Regions from separate parts of the Mus musculus genome. Here region 1 is linked to region 2. Evidence: chromatin contacts called from public Hi-C data. All regions are on one chromosome and are shown on one strand. The core of a region is the stretch at or near the end of the contact, and the rest is flanking DNA. Distances in the headings are between cores, read along the strand shown.

Region 1 (4,884 bases), core at 1,673-4,172, 51 kb after region 2:
GTCCAGCCGGCGCTGGGTACGGATCACACCAGACGTGGGCTCAATGTAGAAATCTCCATCTCCATCATCCCCACCCTGGAAAGTGTACAGGAGGCGGCCATTAGGGCCTGAGTCACGGTCTGTAGCAGAGACCTGGAGGACACTGGTAGATGGGGGGGCATCCTCGAAAACAGAACCCTGGTAGAAATCTCGCAGGAACCTGGGCGCGTTGTCATTGGCGTCGAGGATAAGGATCTCCAGAGAGGTAGTGTCTGACTTCTGAGGAATGCCATTGTCCTGAGCCGTGATGGCCAGCGTGTAGGCAGCCTGGTCCTCATAGTCCAGTTCCGTCATGGTATAGATGGTGCCAGTGTCCGGGTCAATGCGGAACTGTGGTACGGGATCCTCTAGCACATAGGTGATGCGGGCGTTCTCACCCGTATCCTCATCCGTGGCACTGATGGTAGCGATGGAGGTGCCCACGGGCCGGTCTTCACTCACACTGACCGTGTAGTGGGAACTCTGGAAGACCGGCCTGTGGGTGTTGGCATCTGTAACGTTGATAAAGACCTGCGCGGTGTGTGAACGCGTGCCATCGGACGCGGTCACAGCCAGCACATACTGCCGTTCCTGCTTGTAGTCCAGGGGCAGTGCCAAGGTGATAAGGCCACCGCCGCTCTGGCTGCTGAGTGCGAAGCGGTTGCGGGTGTTCCCACCCGTCAGCTGGTAGGTGATCACACTATTGGCATCACGGTCTCGGGCCCTGAGGGTCAGCACGCTGCTCCCGACAGCCGCATCCTCATTCAGACGCAGCTCATACACAGGCTGCGTGAACATGGGGTCGTTATCATTTACATCCAGCACTGTGATGGACACGCTGGCAGAGGAGCTCATGGCTGGTGAGCCATGGTCCACTGCTTCTACTCCAAAGCTATAGTGTTCCACCTCCTCACGGTCCAGCTCCGCGCACACAGTAATCCAACCGGAGCTGTTGTGGATTTGGAAGGGGAAGTCTGGGGCAGAGGCAGGGTTCTCAGAGTCGACACTGCTGCCCCCCACGATAGTGGAGGCTGTGTCCACTAGACGGTACTGCAGCCTGGCGTTCTCCCCTGCATCTGCGTCCACCGCTTGGATGTGCAGGACTGAGTGGCCGAGGGGCACATTCTCTAGCACGGCAGCCTGAAAGGGGCTGCTCACAAAGATGGGCGCATTGTCGTTCACATCTAACACCTGCACCGAGACCAGTCCTGAGGAATTAATGAGAGGAGGCCGGCCCCCATCCTGGGCTTTGATGCGCAGGGTGTACTCCCGGATGGCCTCGAAGTCCAGCGGGTTGATAACATCCAGGCTCCCACTAAGCGAATGCAGGTAGAACTGACCCTTCAGGTTGCCACTAACGATGCTGTAGTGTATGGCTGCATTCTGCCCCTGGTCCCGGTCAGTGGCCTGGACTCGAAGCACAGCCGTGTTGACGGCTACGTCTTCTGGGACTTGAACCACATAGCGCTTCTCACTGAACTGGGGGTAGTTGTCATTCTCGTCTTCTACCACTATGTGGACGGTGGCTGAGGCACTGAGTGGGCCTGGATTGCGACCCTGGTCATTGGCCTCCACCAGCAGCTGGTACTCAGCCGCCTCCTCACGGTCCACCACAGCCCGTGTGCGCACGACACCTGATCGTGCGTCTATCTCAAAGACACCACCTGCGCCCTCCAGCAGACGATAGCGCATGTTTGCGTTGGAAGGGGCATCCCCGTCGGTGGCACGGATGGTCAGAACCTCATAGCCCACCTCCAGGTTTTCTCGAATTCGCTCTCGATACTCAGACTGCTCAAAGACTGGGCTGTGGTCGTTAGTGTCACTGACAGTTACGGTGAGGTAGGTGGCAGCTGAGCGCCTCGGGGAGCCGTGGTCCACAGCACTAACTTTGAGTACATGAGTGTCCTTGGTCTCCCGGTCCAGGGAGCGGGCTGTGGTCACTGCACCCGTGGCGGCATCGATGAGGAAGTAGCCATTAGAGCGCTCATCGAACAGCGCCTCCATCTGGTAGCTAAGGCGTCCTGCATCGCCTTCGTCTGGGTCGTGCGCGCGCAGTTCGATGACCGCAGTGCCCGCAGGCTCATTCTCAGGCACTGACACCTGGTAGCTGGGCAGCGGGAACTGCGGGCTCGTGCTGCTGCCCGTGCCCCGCCTAGACCGTCGCACCACCCCCGCCCGAGGTTGGGACAGGTTAAGCAACGATGGCGACACCGAGGGCGACTCTGAGGGCGTCCCAGAGGTCGCCTCTATTACCAGCTCTACCCAAACGGCGCCTGCCGCGCGTCCCAGGGCGCACACCAGACGCAGCTCAGCTGAACCTCCTGGCCGCAGGCAAATGGGTCCGCGCCTGCAGCCGGTCCCGGCGACCGGCGGGCAGCTGCAGGCGGGGAAGTTGGTGATGGCCTCAAGCACCGAAGTCAGCGAGGCTGCGCCGCCGCCTGCGGCCGGGAAGCAGAGCGCATCTCCAAGTCCAGGAACTGAGCGGACGGCCGGAGAGCGCAGCTCTGCACCGCGGGCCGAGCGGCGCAACAGCCGGACCCCACAGCGGGCACCATAGGCGCGTGCCCTTAGTACCAAGCTCGGGGCCGTCGGGGCGCCGCGGGCGACCAGCCGGACCTGCAGCGGCAGCAGCCTCCCGGCCAAGCGGGCACAGCCCAGAGTCCCCGCGCCAAGCCCAAGCCTCCGACCGGCTGCTGGCCCCTCGCGGCTCACGTCCAGCAGCTCCCGAGGCGTGCGCGTGGTGTCCAACCTGTAGCTCCAGCCGGGTCCGAGAGCGAAGGCGCGGGCCCCGCCAGGCACCCGCAGCTCCCAAGCGGCTGCTCCCAACTCCAGGGCTGGCAGGGCGGCGGCGGCCAGCAACACCAGCGCGGGCAGCACGCGCGGCGATGACGGCGCCATGGCCCGGAGCCGCAGCCCGAGCCGGGCGCCGGAGCACAATCCATGCACCCGGCGCACCTCCGCATCCACCCGGCGCGGCCGGGGGGCGGCTCCCGCGCGCCCAGCGCCGGGCCCTCGGGGCGGCCCGCGCTCTGCCTCCCCGGGGGCCCTGGCGAGGACACCGGGGGCCGCGCGCCCGGCCTCCCGCTCAGCTTCCACTTCGAGAGCACTTTGCGAAAGTTTGCCAAGTTGGTTTCAAGATGGCTCCTCCGTGCGTCCCGGGAGGGCGCCGCGCATCAACCTGCAGCAGCGCCGGCTCCAGGCGGCTCCAGGTGGCCCCAGCACCGACTCTGCTGGGCGGGCGTGGGAAGCTGGGCGGGCCCGGGGCGGGGCGGGGGCTGCGATCACCACACCGCCCGCAGACCCTGGCGACGGATTGCTGGCTAGGCGGTGTGCTTTGCCAGCGCCCCCGCCACTCTCTCTCTCTCCCCGCCCCCGGCCCCGCCCCGCCCCCTCCCAGTGGCTCATTGTTCAGCCCTGGGAGGGGGAGGATGATGGGGAGGGAGCCAGCCAGGAGGTGCGCGCCCCGATGATCTCCATGGAGACGTGGGGGCGCGGCCCTAGCGGGGCCTGGCCTCCAGCCCCTTCCCTTTCGGTCTTGGCACCCAACATCCGCAGAGGACCGGGCCCTGGGAGCGTGGCGCTCAACTACTGCTCTAGAGTCCCGGGCCGCGGCTGCTAAAGAGTCCCTCGTACAGTTTCCTCTGGGCCGAGTGCTGTTCAATCCTCGCATTGCACCTGATAGTGCAGATCTATGAGTAAGCCACCCCTGGCGTCGAGAGAGTTAGATCTAGAGTTCCAAGATACAGAGGTGCTAGAAAACTTCGGTAGAGTCGTGGCGGTGGCAGGGGACTGGGAGACTGTTAGACTCCAGCCTCGCGGGAGCTCAAATGCTTAACTCCAAGGAGTTCCTTGGATTTTGAAATCTCATGGGCAGTTAACCGGATTCGGGTTCCACTTTGTTTAAAGTGCAACATTTAAATTGGAAAGAAAAATAATGTAGTTTGGAGGTGACAGTGGGAGGGGCCTTGTTCCCCAGAACATGCTGTGGGGCCTGAACATTGGTGGAGGAGACCGTCTGTCACCAAACCCCTAGTTACTGCCCATCAGGGGACAAGCAAACACTGAGGGGGCAGGATCCGTGAGAACCTGGGGAAAACCAGAAGGGGGCTGGAGAATCACTCTCGCCCTGCGTGAAAGGGTGGGGCGTGGCTTCAGAGCCGCAAGACCGAGCCTAGATTCCAAAGGAGCACACCTTAAAGGCGGTGCTTCCGAACTAGGGAGGGGAGAGGCGGACCTTTGCAACATTTTCCCCACCTCCTTGAAAGGGGCCCAAGCCCACTGCAGCCTCAGTCACGCATGGACACACTGGGCAGGCCTCTTGCCTTTGAAAGATTTCTCCTGGGATCAGTTGGAGGAGTGGGACCCTGAAGGCTGCTTGATCACCATCAGAGTTGGGTTTTCTAGGCAGTCAGGGCCCAGCAGGATGACAATAGGACAATAGGACACAGGGTCGCTTTAAAACCTGTGGGGGGGGGGAGTTGGGGGGGAGCTGGAAAGATGGCTCAGTGGTCAAGAGCACCGACTGCTCTTTCAGAGGTTCAATTCCCAGCAACTACATGGTGGTCACAACCATCTGTAATGGGATCCGATGAGTGTGTCTGAAAAGTGTACAGTGTACTTACATAAAATAAATAAATAGATAAATCTTTAAAGAAAAGACAACAAAACAAAAAACAAAAACAGTCAAGGGAGCTTCCTCAGCATTAATAGCATATATGTGTACTAATATACACATGTGTGATATTAATCATATATATACGATCATACATATAGCATAAAGTTTATGTCATAGATGAATCTCTGGGATTTCTCAGTAGCTGAAAATAATCTTTTCTTACTGGGAACAACAGAAGCCATTACACTAAC
Region 2 (4,953 bases), core at 1,488-3,987:
CTGTACAGTGAACCTGACCATCTCACCCTGACCCCAACCTCCCCTCTTCTTACTACAACTCTTCCCATTATCCTCCCACTCAACTCAAACCCCACCATAGCACCTCAACCCTGGTGCCACCAGGGAGCAGCCCCACCCAATGTGCCACGTCGTGGCTTAACGTATCTGAGCCTTATGCACTTGTATCCTTACACAGCCAGCATGCAAGAATGCTGGATAGACACTGTTTTGCAAGGGTAACTAAGAGCTCTCTCATAGTTCGTAAGTGCCAGTGCAATAGGACCAACTATCCCTCCACATCACTGCCCAAGCCTCCCCTCTCCTCAGCCCCCACGATGGACTCTATCCTTTGTGTTGGTCAGCACACAAAGGCCAATGTAACTATGGTCCAAGGGAGCCAAGCTCAATCCCATGCTAGAAGCAGAACTTTGCAGCATCATCTATCTCCATGGTATTGGCATAAAAGGGACAAGATAAAAAAAAGAGACTTGAGCCATGGCTCCAGAAAGTGCCTGAGGCCAGAGAACATGTGGCAGGAGTTGGAGTCCCCGCAAGGAGGCTCTAGGATACTATGCACGAGGCCACGAGGATGGAGCATAAATTTGCAACAAAGGCCCTAAGATGTTAGAAATGCCAGAACCATGGGATGCCCACCGAGGAGAGCTACAGGTGGAGTGGATTATGCGTACACATAACCAAGAGAGGTTATGTGTGCTGAGGATGGCAGAGTCGGAGATGAGGGGCCACCTTAGCCCTGTGGACCCCAGGTGATTACATTATAAGCCCGACAAGCTAACCGTGACTGGGAGATTGAGAATTTTTCCCCACCGGACTTCAGTTCTGCTTTAGTCTGATCGTTTCCCGCTGTGTCTCCATTCTTCCCTTCTGGAATGGATTGCTTACTCTGCGTTGTTACTGTTAGAAGAAGATAACTTGCTTCTTGACTGTCTGGGGAGCTCATGGTTAAGGGATAACCTGCATCTCAAAAGAGATTCTCCACTCCCACTTTGACACGGTATTGTCCAAGACTATGGGGATTTTCGAAGTTGGACTGAATGTATTTTGCATTATGAGATGGCTGCGAGCCTGTGGGGAAAGGAGCAGAAAGTCCTGCTGTAAGGTGGTATGTTTCTGTGTCAGACTGATAGAGGGTAGACTTGTGATAGACACAGGTTTTCTCTGTGTAGTTCTGGCTGCCCTAAACTTGGTCTGTAGAGCAGGCTGGCTTTGAACTCAGAGATCCACCTGCTTCTGCCTCCTGGGTGCTGGGGTAAAAGGCATATGCCACCATCACCCTGCAGAAAAAAATTTTTTCAATTGAAGAAAATATGATGGGGCTAGACAGATGGCTCAGTGTTTGAAAGCACTGGCTGCTCTTGCAAAAGATGTGAATTTACTTCCTAACATGGTGATGCACAACTGTCTATAAAATTCTACATCTCCATCTGGCCTTGTGAGCGCCAGGCACACATGTGGTGCACATATGCACGTGCAGAAAACTTCCACACACATAAATCAAAAATAAAATTTCAACAGATCATGAACATTCTTAATGACACTGAGAGGTGTTCTTTAAGTGGTTAAGATTATAATTTAAGTATAAAGTTAAACTTTTTTGAAAGATTTATTTATTTTATGTATGCGAGTACATGGTCACTGTCTTCAGACACACCAGAAGAGGGCATCAGATGCCATTATAGATGGTTGTGAGCCACCATGTGGTTGCTGGGAATTGAACTCGGGACCTCTGGAAAAGCAGTCAGTGCTCTTAACCGCTGAGCCATCTCTCCAGTCCCCCAAAGTTAAATTTTTTAAAGAGCTTGATTATAACCCAGGGGTATCACTAGGCTGCATATAGGATTTATACATCTCCAGCTCTGCCTGCCCAACCCCTCAATCCACCTCAGGGATTAAATGTACACCGTCAATTTTTGCCTCGAGTACTGCCTTCGTCACTATCCACTGGCTGTCCCCTTGCCACCTGAGTCTCTGCTCACTCACCTCACTGAGGGCCCTCCACTCTGAGAACCCTCTGACTGCACCAGTCCCTCACTGAGGGTGTCCATGCAAAGCAACCTCCCAGGGTCTCCATGTTGAACACCCGTCCTTCCCCACATTCATGCTTTTGTTCCTGCTTAGGGGTGGCCACGGTCCTACTCATTCCAACTGTTTATGCCCAAGAGTCCCTAAGGACCAAGGACTCTCAGGTTGTGTTCCTGTAATTATCGTTTGCACTGGTGACGTCTAGACCAGTCCCCAGTACTCAGAAGTTTCTAGGTAAGCAAGTGTGGATGAAAGGAGGGCAGACAGCAGGAGCCTACTGTCTCCTCCACTCCAGCACTGACAGACGCACAAACACCACCCAGGGACGGCTTTCCATCGAGGCATGTTTTTGTAGCCGATTTGATCTTGTCACAGTGGTTTGACTAGGACAGTGCTTGCTTCCTGATGGCAATTGTTTCAAGACATTCTTTAACCACACGGGGATTTGTTTGTCCTGGCCTAGGATGTTAAAGGTCATATGACTTTAAGTTAAAAGCCTCCTTTCTTATAGTAGATTGATTGGGTTACCCTGACCCACCGTGAAAGGGGACACCAAGTCTCGGCCTTCACAGGGGGCAGCCCAAAGAGGCACACAGCACAGAAGAACATACCAGAACGAGGAGCCACAGCCTAGAGGCAGCTCTCCTCACTCAGAGAGGAAGCAAACCCAACCACAGAAGCAGCTTTGGGTACTGATGTGTCAGAAGCATGGCCACGCCTACTGCCTGCCCTGGGGCTAACTCCTCCCAGTCTGTAAGCCAGAGGTGTGTGTGTGGCTTCAGTGGTCTGGCTTGGGTTTCTGAGCCAACCTATGACTTAGTAAAGCCTTTGGGGGACACAAGTGTAAATGTCTGTCACCAAGGCCACCACTGAAATGAAGGATTGGCCACCCTGAGATGGAATGCCACACGGTGAAAACAGATAGGGTTAGAAACCAGCGAACAGGGCAGATCTAGATAACATGGCTTTAGAAGGGAGCAAGCAACCCCTTTTACACAAGATAAAACAAGAGTCTGTGTGTGTGTGTGTGTGTGTGTGTGTGTGTGTGTGTGTGTCACTGCTCGGGAGTCCAGAGAACTAGACCTGGCCATTCTCTGCAATGTAGATACTGGCTCTGTCTGGGCCACTGACTTTAAATAAATTCTATTCCAGAACAGCTTCAGAATTGCATAAAATGTGTAGAGAGAGACATCCCAAAGACTATGTGCCCACAATCCCCATTAACCACGTCACTAAATTAGTGGGGGACGAGTATCATCATTTAAGGGCCATATCAGCGCCTACTAACCACAGTTCAGTTCACACTACCCTCAGGTTCCCTGTGTTTTGACTCAGTGTCCTTTTCCTATCTAGGTCCCCACTCAGAACCCCAGGTGACATTCAGGCACAGACCCTCTAGGCTGTGGTGCTGCTGTCTCAGGCTCTCTGTGCCCCAGGTCCTGATGGTGTGAGTGATTTTAAAGGCACGGATACAGAGAACTAACTCTCTTCTCCATGCCTTCTGTTTATTTTGCAGCTAGGTTGGGTGTGCAGGGTCAGTATGCTCAACTTAGGAAAGCTCTGGGCTTAGACAGCTCCCCAGACCAGAGCTGAAGGCTTTTCCTCTGTGTGAGGACAGCGCAGGAACCAACCACAGCCGCCACTGGCTTTGTAGTATCCTAAAGCAGCCTGATGCTTCAGCATCCTCAACCGGCCCGATGCAACATCCACCACCTTCTCAGAAGACACCGCACTCCCTCAGACAACAGGAAGGAGGCAGAGCAGGTGTCAGGCAGAGCACCAGGCTGTAGGGTGGCTGCCAGCAGGGCCTCTCAATGCCTGGAAGAACTTTCCACGTCTCCACAGTGAGGGGTAGAGGCTGTTGCCTGATCCTCTGACATGGATGAGGGGCAGTGGTGAGAAAATAGACGGTATACATCCACAACTGCATCCTGATGCCAAGGGTACCTCTTCACAGCCTAAAGCCCTCCCAGTATGGAATGGGGAGCTGGGGTCAGAGCTACAGCTCTGAAACCCAGTGCAGGTGACATCATTGAGGTTGAGAGGCAGAGTAGCCATCACCAGGAGGGATAGAGGTTGCTTCCCTGAAGCGGACATGCAATGAAGAAAAAGTGGCGGGAAAGCCTGGGAAGTAAGAGGGAAGAGGGGGTCCCTGTCCTCAAAGTGCCGTGACACAACTGTGACCAAGTGTCTAACAACGGCACAATCAGCCACTTCATTCTGAGACCAAGCTCCAGAATCCATAAGTGGGGAGAGAGCTGCAATTCCTATGATTCCCTGCGATCCCAGGGAAGACTGGGAGACTGAGGCAGTAGGATTATCATGAGTTTGAAACCAGCATGGGTTCCAAAGGACGACAGCATGGGACCTAGTTTGGGGACACAATTCACTGGACAAGGGCACCCCAGGTCCGGCATAGGTTGGGGAGCATTATTTAGCATGGACCACATGAGAACGTGAAGTCACAGGGGGACAAGACCACAGAGGCAGGAGACGGAAGTCGTCTGCTGGCCTTGTGTGATTTTGAGGGGAGGCAGGCGGAAGGGAGTTAAGCCCAGGAATGAGTCCTTAGCAGTGTGGACAGGTCCATAAAGGTCTCCTCACTGGCCTCTTCAAACAAGGATAGTACAACACTGAGAGCCGGAGTATGCTGAGCTGAGCCACTCCTACAGCCATACTGAAAGGCCCCAGTGATGGTGGGTAGGGTGGATGGGAGAGCGGCAGGAAGATCCCAGTCCTGCCCACTGGAGACTAGGAGTAGGATAGGTTAGTTTCTAACCTATTAGACAACAAAGCCTGGCGGACAATTCAGTGAGACTTGAATAGAAGCCAGTGCCATCTACCCACTCACTATGGGACCTCATCCCCCTCGCTGTCTCTAAACTGTCATGGCTTTGACACTTAGGGAGA

What was found. A called contact is a pair of places that touch in the nucleus more often than the background predicts.
Region 1: a contact with region 2 is called in a Hi-C map of CD8 T cells, with 3 times the contacts expected there. The contact joins the promoter of Celsr1 here to the enhancer-like site in region 2. A contact is called at or near these places in 11 of 39 promoter capture datasets (the 3T3-L1 cell line, 3T3-L1-derived adipocytes, the HPC-7 cell line and 7 more), 3 of 15 datasets of contacts at CTCF or cohesin (CD8 T cells, large pre-B cells and pro-B cells), 60 of 484 Hi-C or Micro-C datasets (the AML12 cell line, CD4 T cells, CD4 single positive thymocytes and 37 more), 23 of 115 datasets of contacts at active chromatin or transcription factors (the 230-238 cell line, CD8 T cells, the SCID.adh cell line and 15 more) and 3 of 9 other capture datasets (adipose tissue, liver and pancreatic islet).

Annotation. Positions count from the first base shown.
Region 1 is chr15:86,030,855-86,035,738 of GRCm38.p6, forward strand. It overlaps Celsr1 (cadherin, EGF LAG seven-pass G-type receptor 1), which reads right to left and starts at 2,923. Exons shown (of 35, transcript NM_009886.2): 1 at 1-2,923. The coding sequence starts at 2,916. Gm34764 (a long non-coding RNA gene) reads left to right here and starts at 3,399. Exons shown (of 3, transcript XR_384307.4): 1 at 3,399-3,713.
Region 2 is chr15:85,979,559-85,984,511 of GRCm38.p6, forward strand. All of the region lies in intron 1 of Celsr1 (cadherin, EGF LAG seven-pass G-type receptor 1), which reads right to left. Among named protein-coding and RNA genes, the nearest start is that of Celsr1, 52 kb to the right of the region's middle. Within about 2 kb of position 2,738, at least 178 of the 459 cell types and tissues checked have an H3K27ac peak or open chromatin away from gene starts, as enhancers often do. A contact at or near this core is called in the 230-238 cell line, CD4 single positive thymocytes, CD8 T cells and 27 more, where this site is marked.